Linked DNA regions of Mus musculus: region 1 is linked to region 2. The links are chromatin contacts, called in public Hi-C maps. All regions are on one chromosome and are shown on one strand. The core of a region is the stretch at or near the end of the contact, and the rest is flanking DNA. Distances in the headings are between cores, read along the strand shown.

Region 1 (5,947 bases), core at 3,401-5,900, 140 kb after region 2:
TACACACACTTGCATTTCTCTCAAGAAAGAGAGCTAGTGGTGAGATGCAGGAATTCGCTGACTATATATAAACTGTTACATAGAAACTCCTATGCATGGAGTGAGACAGCACCTCACTCCACCTAAAGGGAACATCCCTGCTGAGGGGCCCCTGCTTACTCTGAGTCACCTCACACCAGCCTCAGGAGAGCATGTTTCTAGCACACCCAGTAAGACCACCTAGGCACACCCTCACTTAGCAGCCCCCTCTTGGCCTGTATGAGAGCTCTTTCCTCAGACTAGAGGATTTAAAGAGAAAATGCACGCACACAGCCCCAAGTATTCAAGAGATGCCATAACTCACTCTGGAGGAGAGACATCTGTGCTAAAAAAGAAAAAAGCACGTGAAAACCTTCAAATCCTGCCCTGGCATTCAACTGCTCTCCCCAAAACCTTTCTAGACAGTTGCTTCATTTTAACTCCTGTCCATGAGCAGACAAAATAGGCAAGCTAAGACAGAGATCACACAGGCAGCGGCCATGATGAGGACCCCCCACTTTCTAGCTGTCACCCAGCAGTCCTTCACCCTGGCATCTCCCTTCCCTGAGCCTGCTGAGGAAACCTCCTGCTTGCTGCCAGAAATACTCAGAGGGCCTGTCGGCCCGAAACACCCTTCTGGGAAAGTGCAATGCTTTATTCTACCCAGACCAAAGAAGCATATGATTAATTAGAAAGCCTGAGTTCAAGAGAAGGTTCCAGTCAACCTTTCCTAGCGGGTGGCAGGCATTGGAGCCTGGCTCCCAGGTCTGGGGAAGGGAATAAGCAGGTAGAAGCAATATTGTTTTCCAAGATCTGGGGCATGGCGATGACCATCCTGGAGCCAATTAAAGTTCAGTTTTAAAAATGCAGACACTCAGAAATGTAACTTCAGGCCAGTCCAAATGTGTGTGTGTGTGTGTGTGTGTGTGTGTGTGTGTGTGTACATACACAGACATATGCAGCACCTGTCAGTTCCTCCCTGGAGTGCTGCTTTGTCACACACGGGGCTTAGAGGAAGAGACACTCACCAGCCTCCCCTGCATGGCTTCTAGACTTGCTATATGGCTGCATGGCTCTTTTTTAAAGCTTATCAAAAAGAAATTTCAGGAAGTCATAGCATTGATCAGCTAATAATAGTAGTAGTAGTAATAATATCAAAAGTAACTTCTCCCTATAAATCAAATGTTCGCATTTAAAGTTACCTAAACAATTAGAATTAGCAAATAGCAGAGCCAGAAGCAACCTTACACTCACTGTAGCTGTCCAGGCAAATTTCAGTCACTAGAACCAGAAGATTCCACTAAAGGTCATTTCTAGTACAGACTGAAAATAGTCTCCATCTTTTTTTTTTTTTTTTTGTGAATCAGCATACCAAATTTTCAACAAATTAAAATGCATATAACTGCCCCCAAAACAATAACAGCTTCAGACCTATCCAGTGTTCTATGACCAAAGGTCTCGTTCATATTCTAACTCCCTACCACTATGAAGTTGCAATCTTCACTTCCCCCCCCCCACACACACACACAGCACTACATACATACACACACACACACACGCACACACGCACACACACGCACACACACAGGCTAAATATACTCATGGACACACCCTCTGCAAGCTGGGGAGACAGGAAGCCGTAGCCCATGAAGCCCCTTGCCTGCAGTTGCCACCATTGCTCACATTCCAGACTGCTAAGGCTCTGAGAAGTGTCACTGCAGAAAGCAAATCCTTTTGAAGCACAGATGGCAAATGAGAAAGACTTCCCACAGAAAAAAAAGGATACTTCCATTCCACTATACTAATGCAGGCTCTTCGGATGGGGTTATTGAGGGATAAACAGAAAAGGGCACGGGCAGGTCGGCTGTTAGACGAGTTACCCTGTTTTTTGCTCTTGGCGTATTGCTGACGTTTTCTTTGGGAGAGAGATCCTACAGGTGGGGGTGCAGAGGTGCTCATGGTCTGGGCGGCCTTGGCCTGTCTAGCAGCATCGATTGCAGCTTGCCAAGATAGGACAGTTTGCTTGGAGCTGTTGGGCTGAGAAGTTGGTCCTTCACCAGAAATAGGGAGTCTGGTGCCTCTTGCATAGTTTGCCTCTGAGGAGAGGAGAAAAGAGATTATTCCTTTTGGAAAAAAAAAAAAGAAGAAGAAGAAGAAGAAGACTTCAATCCATACTATCTTTTTAAAAAGCAAAAGTGTCTCCCATCTTGCATTTCCCATTTTGAACCTTCTGTCACAAGTAGTGGGGTTTGGCCAGGCAATGCAAAAGTCACCAGAGCTCTACTCTGAGCATCAGTCATGCAGGGCCATTGTTGTGCCACACCTAACCACACTGGTACTCTTCCATACCTGTGTCTTCAAAAGGAATCTTTTAGTGCATCTCTTCTGACAAACTGAGGCCATTCTCACAGTGATCCCGTGTCTTTTCCTGACTTTGAAAACACATGTATCTCTCATGGCTTAACAGATATACACAACTCCCTTTCTCAAAAAGTAATTACCAACACACACACACACACACACACACACACACACACACGCACACACGCGGGCACACGTACACACACACTCAACCAATAATTCAGTAGTTTTAACCACTTTTAGACTATTCCTCCAAAAGCTCTCCATAGCCATATATGCAATTTTTTCTACATGGGAAAAAAAAAAAAAACCTCTTTACTGGCACCAGGCAATACCAAAAGCCCCACAACAAATATCTAGATTATGCATTAACACTTCCTACAAATGAAAATTCATGATGCTTGGGACTCATTTCCTCCACAAGCTTCAGAAAACAGAAAAACATCTTTAAGGCTTTTTTATTATTATTATTGCATTTTAAATTGCAGCAGCAGCAGCCAAGCCAGCATCTAATCGGCCTGCACCCTAAGAGTCAGGGTGCATTATGTCAGGGAACCTCAAGGCCTATGCAATAATTATCTCAGTGTAGAGTAGCATCCAGGTACTCCCAGGGCAAAATACTCAAAAGCGGGCGGGGGAGGGGGGAAGGGGAGGGCATGGGATGGAGGGTGTCCCTTCATGTATAGAGCTCGCCTCACTGTGGGTCTGGTCATTCCTTGGAAGATGGACATTGGGCCACCATCACCTCTGCTGAAGCAGATGTCAAAGTGAGAGTGGTGTCAGAGGTTGGAAATCGGGCGTTTGCAAAACCAATTATCACTAAGTAAAGAGTCAAAGCAAGCACAGGTCTCCTGCCCTACTGTCCTTAAGCCTGGGACAGAGCAAAGCAGGCAGGTGGCACTCAATCTGAGATCAGGGACTAGTTTTGCCAAGCGGTTCCTTTGAGAAGCGCTCACCGGAAAAGGCTTCAAGAAAACCAGGGCTGGGAAATGCTAACGACCTCCATGAAGGGAACCTGGCCAAAAGCACCCCAGCCTTCTTAGACCCGGCCCCCGCTGGTGTGGAAACTGCACGTGGTGAGTTGCAGAGCCCCACAGCGGCAGCAACTCTCTGGGCATTGCTAGGTTACCGACGTGTGCACAGGAGGCACAGGGAGCGGGAATACACGCTCCACCCGACCCTGTTCCCTCAGATCCCAAGACCCGGGGCTTCTCCCATGAGATGATGGGACCAAGCGACCCAAGGGGTAAACCTGGAACAGTCCTAGAATTTTCCTGATGCTACTAAGGACCTTCTTCTTAGTCAACCAGAGGCGCGGGAGATAGGGGGAGGCTGGAAAAAGGGTTCAGGCTGAAGACTAACACCTCCTCTTCCATCGCTCAGGGGCGATGAAAGAGGAAAGTTGAGCCCGAGCACACTGAACCCGGATCACCTCACTCTTGCCCCTTGGCTCCACAGTACTCCACACACACCCAAATGGCCGCCCCCACCCCAGCAAATGCAGAATTAACTGACATTCACGGCCTGAAGAGGAGAACGGAGTAGCTGCCGCGCATCACCCCTTTCTATGTAGATGACACCAAGCCAAAAGCATCATTTCCAACCCCCTCAACCCACCCAACGCATCGGAGATGGGGGGTTGGGGGTGGGAAGAGTAGGATCATGATAGGATGAGGTTTGGCAGCGGGTACCCAAGCTCAGGCTGCTCACCGTTCGCATGGTCCTCTTGGTGCTGCCGTTGATGTTGCATTTTTTTCATCATCATCATCATCATCATCCACGAACATTTATTGAGCGCCTACTGTGTGCAGGGCACTATGCTCAGGGTTAGGGAGGGGGAGGAACGGATATGGGAGGTTACGGATAGGTAGGAGCCGCGGTCCCTGCCCTTATTTTCGCTTCAGCAGGGGGTGGGGAAGGACAGAGACAAATAACCAAAAATAAAGATAATTTATAAAAACCGCCTGCCACCCACGCTCCTTCTTTTTTTTTTGAAAAATGGAGCAAAATAAACTTTTTGTAAAAAATAAAATCAGATGTATATATTATCTTAGTAATATATACATGTAATTTTTTATTTTTTTTATTTTTTTTTACTGCAAAGGAGAATTGGCTTGGTCCCCTCCTCTAGCGGAGGGACACCGTGGTGGTGCCCGCCCGGCCTGCCGGGCCGCTCGGCGCGCCCCCCATGCCGCCCGTCCGCCCGCCCGCCGCGGTGCCCGGTGCCCCGCCGCCGCCGCCGCCGCCCGCGCCGCCGCTGGCTCGGGACCGCGGGCAGCCGGAGCTCACATCCGGGGACGGAGGCGCTCGCCCGCCCGCCCGCCCGCCCGCTCCGCGCCCGCCGCGCCGCGCTGCACGCCGGCTTCGCCCTGGCGACGCTGCGCGCCCGCCGCCGCCGTCCCCCGCCCTCCCCCGCGCGCCCGGGCCTCCCACCGGCCGCGCCGCGCCCCAGCTGCCCGCCTGCGGCCCACGCGCCCCCCGGACTCCACGGCGCGCGACTCGGACGCCGCCACCCCCAGGCTGGCGCGGCTGACCGAGGGTTAAGTGCGCTGCGGCCGCCGACAGCCCGGTTAACCCCCTCGGCGCCGCCGCGCGGGCGCCCCTTCCCCGAGCCAGGCCCGTGGGGCCCCGTGCCTGCTGCTAGGGGCGCCGATGCGCCGCTCCTCTACACGGCGTCCCCAAGCGGAGGCTGCTGGGGTCCCCTGGGGTCCGCTGGGCTGGCTCTGGTGGCCTTCGCACTCTCACACCTGGGGGAGGCCCCGCCCCCCTCCCCCCAGGAACCCAGGTGCCCGCAGGCGATCGCTGCTGCTGCAGCATCAAAGCTCAGGGTTCGAGGGCTCTGCTTGGACTGGACAGGCGTCCCCCAGCTCTTACACCGTTTCTTCCAGTTTAGAGGTGCAAAGAGATGGGGGGCTTGTTCTTTGGGGAGCACTGACTGTCCTCAGAGATCTGCCCTCAGCCCTGAATCCCGTCCTCCCTCCCTTATGCATACGTGGCGGTGGGCTCCCTCCCTCTCGCCATCACCTCCACGTGTATTTGGAGACAGGTACAGAGAAGTAACAGCCAAGGTCTTTCAAACTGCTAGTGTGGAGAGGTAGACTGTGCAGCTCAAATTGATGACTCGTTTAGGAATTAATACTTTTTTTTGTACCTTCTCGGCCTCCTGTTTGTAGTGGGGGAGGTCTACAGGCCCCAGCTCCGTCTGGAGGGGGAAATACTGTATCTAGTGGATGACTGATATTTTTCATTTAGCTTTGTGCTGGCTGTTGGGAAAAGGCGTCTGCTTTGTTACTTTGCAGGATTCGATTTATTTGCCTTTGTTCGGATCTGCTTGTTCCTACGGAGTTTTAGAACGTTTGAGAACAGTGTCTTTAAAGCAAAAGGCTCAGCGTGAATTAAGAAAATAAATGTTTCTGGGAAGGTGCTCCTTGCTCAAAGAGGACACACCGAGCATCTCTGATTGTTGCAGGGGGGATCCACCTGGGAAGAATGACTCTCCAGGGGTCTTCCTGAGAGAGGGGTGTCTAGTTAGGATAGAGGAAAACAACCATGCTTGCCTGCTTTTTCA
Region 2 (5,735 bases), core at 2,196-4,695:
TGAACAAAGACAGGTTTTCCGTTAATTACAGTAATGTTGGTGAATCAGACCTCAAATGTCTGGAAATTACTACTTTTTACAACTTGGGATGCTGCTCAAATGCCAAACATATAAAAAAAAAAAAACCCAAATGCAGAGTAAATGCTTCAACTGTCACACATAGCTTGCATCCTAAGAAATATTTATTTATATTACATCCCAGATACAGAGTTCAGAGGAAGACAGCGGCATGAGGGAACACAATCCCTCCTAGTGAGAGGTGGGTTCTGAAAAGCTCTAAGGAGCTCCCACTGGGAGCAGTACATTGCTTCCATTCACCCCACATGGCTATGCTGGCATTCTTTGTTCTATAGGGTAAGATGCAGTGGCTGATGCCCAAACATGCAGACCTGAGAGGGGTTCCTTTAATTTCTAGAAAGTTACATTTTCATTCCCAACTCTTAAAAAGGGATGCTTACTATGAGATGGCTATATTTGTTCCAAAGTTTATGCTACATGTGGTTTGCTATTGTAGCTGCCTAACTTAACTATGGCGAAATATGACAGTTAAAAAAAAAAGGTATCACACCCATGAAAACTAGACAGAACCCTTCCAGCATCCTGATAAGGAATGCTGCTCTCTATTTTTATTGGTGGTCAGATATAGTTGAGATGCCAGGGAAAGAGAGAAATCATAAACTCTTAGAATTGTTCTGTTTTCTTCTTGTGATTCTTTCAGTTCTGTTGTTTATTTGCCCAAATGTGGCCTCATGTGGCCTAGACTCCCCATAAACTGGGAAGGTGGCTGATGATGCAGATCTTGAGTATCAACTCCCCTGCCTCTTCCTATCACAGATACGGAACCAAACAATGCAGCTTGCTGGGATTACAGGTGTGCTCCATCACACCTGGCTCCTCAGTCTTTTAAAAACTAAGTTAGGAATTTGAAAATTCCATGTAGTGTAGTTTGAGTACATTCATCTCCCTTCCGCCAAATCTTTCTCCCTCTCCCTCTCTCCCCTTCTTTCCCTCCCCATTCCCCACCCCCTCTCTCAAAGACTGATTTGTGCTGTTCTAATATTTGTGGATGTGTTGCCTTCCACCAGCATGTAGTCTACTTACCAAGCACTCTACTCAGAGAAAACTGCCTTGTTCATCCAGCAGCTATTGATTGCCAATGATTGGCCAGCAGGGGTGGGATCGGGTGCTCCCTCCGCTCTCAATGCTAGAATTTGGTCTGGCTTGAGTTTACGCTTGTGCACCCAGCTCCTTATTTTATTAACTGGGAAGTGGATTCATATTGTAGGGATCATTTATAGGAGAGAGAATGGGCATGCTGACCAGGAGAGAGTGAAGCACAGCCAGATGCCCTGTGTCAAAAGATGAGCAAGCCAATGTCCAGTCACACCCAGATGACAAGAATCTTTAAAGTGTTTATGTGTTTTCAACAGATCTCTTAGCTGACTTTAAAGGGAAACAACTAAGATGATCAAGAACAAGAACGAGTGTGGCAGAAGTCAGAGACCTAATCAGGGCTCAGCTGTCCTCTGCTTCCTCCTGGGCTCTAGAACTACACTTCCAGGAGCTAGGCTCAGAAACTGATAACAAACTCCAAACACATAGCCATCAGCACAGTAAGAACTCAAGCAAATATCACGCTGCTCTCACAGGACTTTTGGAACACTTTGGCAGTTAAGGATCAGCTGTCACCTCATGCACACTTGGACCTGAGGCTGGTAAACTATCCAAAGTTATATGTTCTATAACAACCTCTGCCTGCTTAGTGTGCCAACACAGAGGAAAGTATCTGTGTGTGTGTGTGTGTGTGTCTATGTATATGTGTATATGTGTATATGTGTATATGTATGTATGTATGTGTATGTGTGTATATGTATGTGTGTGCATGTATGTGTGTATGTGTGTGCAGTGTTATGTGTCTGCTCTCTGGGCCTCATCAAGAGGAACTGGAGAGAGCTGGGGTGACGTGAAGGCAAGCAGGCAACAGTTCAAAATGAGAACTTCTCACCATACCAGAGTTGGTGAGCTCCGGTCTTCGGCCTGCCAGCTTACCATTGAAAATGAAGCTTTACTATGCGGAAGTACCTTGTTTGCGTATTAACTGTGGATGTTATATTCACGGCAGCAGAGCCAAATAGTGAGGACAGAAACTGCAAGGTCCACAAAGCAAAGTTATCTCTGCTTCTTATTTAAAAAAAAAAAAAAAAAAAAAAAAAGGTCTACTGCCCTGGTCTGGACCAGTGGTGCTCAGGAGAGAGAACAAGTTTGGTTTCACTTTTCTGCCATAAAAAGAGTGAGTGCTGATTACCTAGTCTGGTTCCTTCCTTCTGCAAGGCGGATGGTGTTCTGTCTTTTGCTTAATCCCCAGGCTATGTATAAGATACTAGTGATGTCACTGCAAACAGAAGCTTTATCACAGTCCTTGCAGCCTTTCCCTGTCTGCTTCCTGGGGATGTTCCAGATGCTGGAGCTATAGTGCTGGCAGGGCTGGCAGAAGCTCTCTCTGCCACTGTCACAGTGCAGAGGCTGCTTTGGAGAGAGACACTACAATTCAGAATTGTGGGCATAAAAGGAACTGCAACTAGGGGATATTTTTTAAGACCTTGAAGGGCCGATTCTTCATTATTCCCATAGAAGCTTTCAGATTTTATTCTACATTTAACCAAAGTTCCTATGAGACTATTAAAATAATAATAAATTTTAAAAATCCCATGGCCACCATAAAAATGAATTAAAATAATAGTTTCTGCAAAATACTTTAAGGGCCATGACACTCACTGTAAGAAATGGGTGAGGGCACATTCCCAAACATTCCCTCGAGCTGGCCCAGAATCGCGTGTGGAGAGCGAGCGGGATCTGGGGGATGGAGTGGTGACAGTGGATGCTTCCCTCGAACTTCAACAAAGAACATGATCCCAGAAAAGGCACAAAAAGCACAACACATGGCCCCAAAGGATGAAGGCTGAACCCACCCTGACACCTGGGCTCACATCCTCTGCTCTGCCTAAAAGGGGATGAGGGCTTCCATTGCTGTGGTACCAGGGAAATGGGCCTCTCTGCTGAGAGGAAGAACCACTAAGCAGCACACTTTGCAAGAAAGCAATAAATGGGTTTGATGTCTCTGAGCCTTCTAGAGTTCACCTTCCTATTTCAATTTACTGAGGCATAATCATAATGTCTTCAGCCCAGGGGAGGAGCCGAGAAGCCAAAAGGAGGACTCCCTTCCTAGATCTCAATACCAAGGACTTAAGAGAATCAAGGGCAGCCCTGTTCCCAAGAAGCAGCTAGCACCTCGCCCCCAAAAGCACTCTTGGCATTGGCTGATTCCTGAAATGATTCTCCGCTGGCCTTAGAAGGCCAGTCTCCATGCCACCCTGTGGTCTGGCAGGGGCTCACAAACTTCCTCTGTGCTTCCTCCCAGCCAAGTGAGCCACACAGGGTAACTAGATTGGAACTCTTTCTGGGATCTCACCCAAGGGCGCTGGCTGCCATGCAAGGTCACATGCCCAACCACAGACTGGGAAGGAGGAACCAGAATGGCTGACTAGAGCCACATGTCTCTGTCAGGACCTGCTTAGTAGGGTGGCCTCTAAAGATCCCGCTGGGGATCTGCCTGTGGACACCTGTCAAATGGAGTGTGTAGCCACCTGGCCAGTTTTGGCTAGAGAAGCTACAAATCCAACCAGGAAAAGATACTGCAGTGGTGTCTCATCAAATAAAAAGGCCTATAACTGGTCTTCCTCCTTCGCTTTCTCAAAAACGGAGGCATGCTCAAGCTGTGGCACATGGGACAGGGGTCAGGTCACACTGCTCACAGGGAGATCACGCCATGCTGCAGGAATTAGGACAATGCCATCCTCCTCAGAATGAAAACCAGGCAGGAAGAGCTAGTCTGGCTCAGGTGTCAGGATACAAAGGGGATAAGGGGATCTCAAATGGTGTAGGTGAGAGTAGACACTGGAAAGTAAATTATTTTATGTTATAATTCGGGGTTCTTGAATTGCCGAGGGCACAAGGTCCTCATGCTCACAGATAAACATTAGGGAAACTGAGGGTGTTAAATGCCCAAGGTTGCCTCTTCAATGGAAAAAGACATATAGAGCATGGGATTGGATGTAGTTAATAGCCCGGTGATCTGTATTATCTATAGGGTCTGTCTGTTCCCGAATCCCCCTAGCCCCCAGACTATTACATTTATTCCAGACTCTTCCTCCCAAGACCTTTACTTGAGCATTTTTTTTCTCTGTCAATAGAACCTGTCTTTATGGGTGATATCACATGAACTTTATGCCTGATGACCTCTGTAGTATCTCCATGACTGAGACAATTCCTGATCCTCCCTGTTAGGCCCTTAAGATGATACATCTTCATGAAGGAAGTGACATGTACTTTTAAAAGAGTTTTTGCTGCAATTATGCCTTGTGCATACGGGATTGGGTTACACCAAGAAACTTTTCCCTCCCTACTTGAACTGTACTTAAATACACCTAAAATAAACTCCCTAGGGTCAGACTCTGGAAGTTTGAACCAACACCAGCTGCTGAACTGCTTTGAACCAGATTTCCTTCTTGTTTCACATGGGTCATTATTCTCCTGACCCCAGCATTTTCTGAGACCTCCACATTCAACTAGTAAAGTGTAGAGGGGGAAATAGAGGTTTAGAAGGAAGAACATTGTCCATTATCAAAAGCCAAGACAGCAGCTAAAGACAAACTGAAATTGTAGCCACCTGTCTCTGTCATCCCTGTACCACGAGAGTCACTTTAACCATGTTTGACTTTTAAAAACAACCAGAAAGGTTTCAAGGCTGTGGCTGGGGGTGTAGGTCAAGGACTCACAGACAGGACACCCTCTTTATTCCAGGATGGGAGCAGTGAAAGATAGTCCTCAGAGCATCCACCCTCTCCCTCTCTAACGATCTTTCAGCTTCTCACACCCTTGTCTAGCAGCACATTTAGGAGTGCTTCCAGCTTCTGTTTTCTATGTACCTCAAAGGGCATCTTTTACCACACACACATACACACACTCACACAAATATTTACCTACGTGCACGTGTGTACACACACTCACACACACCACAATCTTGTAGCATCCTCTGGAAAAGTCCATCCCATATCTATCCACTAAGGAGCCCACTAATCCTCACAGAAGTTCTGTTTCTAATATCCTGTTAGGGTCACAGCTCACAGGCTGAGGAATGTGTGGCCTGACGCATGCCTGTTAAGGGATTGCAGAAATGCACTTGGATGCTCCTATGGTATGTCCCAAGGAAAGCATCGCAGCACAGCACACACCTCCCAGATGGAAGCTGAGCTTGGGCTAGCAGGGGCAAGGACAGCTTAAAAACCACCTGATTGGAGAAAGCTTAGGTGTCAGGAGAGGAAAAAGCAGAGCAGACTCTTTGTCAGAGGACAAAGTTGTTTCCATGACCACACGTAAGGGAAAGCGAGCCAGTGCTCAATCTCGGCTCCTTTATTTTTCCTTTCTTGTACTTATTACTGTGTAGATCAGTTAAGAATGAGCTTCGTGGCAATTAAAAGTGAGAACAATGCTGTTGTGACTTCATTCCAAGAAAAGGAAAAAGGAATGAGTATGGATCTAATGTCTGCCCTCGGCTCACTTCCATCCTCCGGGGGCTCAAGAATGTCTCCTCCCACTCAGCAGTTACCCTGTGCTAACTAGAACAACCATACTTGTCAGCACACTTGTCCAAAGTCCTCAACGTTAAAATGGACAGC

Evidence for each region. A called contact is a pair of places that touch in the nucleus more often than the background predicts.
Region 1: a Hi-C map of cerebellum shows a contact between it and region 2, with 2.3 times the contacts expected there. The contact joins the promoter of Cacna1d here to the enhancer-like site in region 2. A contact is called at or near these places in 7 of 484 Hi-C or Micro-C datasets (brain, cerebellar granule neurons, cerebellum and 3 more), 6 of 115 datasets of contacts at active chromatin or transcription factors (SST interneurons, bone marrow-derived macrophages, embryonic forebrain and 3 more) and 4 of 9 other capture datasets (adipose tissue, liver, macrophages and 1 more).

Annotation. Positions count from the first base shown.
Region 1 is chr14:30,348,836-30,354,782 of GRCm38.p6, forward strand. Cacna1d (calcium channel, voltage-dependent, L type, alpha 1D subunit) reads right to left here and starts at 4,651. Exons shown (of 47, transcript NM_001083616.2): 1 at 4,090-4,651; 2 at 1,805-2,114. The coding sequence starts at 4,156.
Region 2 is chr14:30,214,821-30,220,555 of GRCm38.p6, forward strand. All of the region lies in intron 3 of Cacna1d (calcium channel, voltage-dependent, L type, alpha 1D subunit), which reads right to left. It overlaps Gm52107 (a long non-coding RNA gene), which reads right to left. Exons shown (of 2, transcript XR_003951104.1): 2 at 128-5,735. Among named protein-coding and RNA genes, the nearest start is that of Gm52107, 6.4 kb to the right of the region's middle. Within about 2 kb of position 3,446, at least 37 of the 459 cell types and tissues checked have an H3K27ac peak or open chromatin away from gene starts, as enhancers often do. A contact at or near this core is called in bone marrow-derived macrophages, cerebellar granule neurons, cerebellum and 3 more, where this site is marked.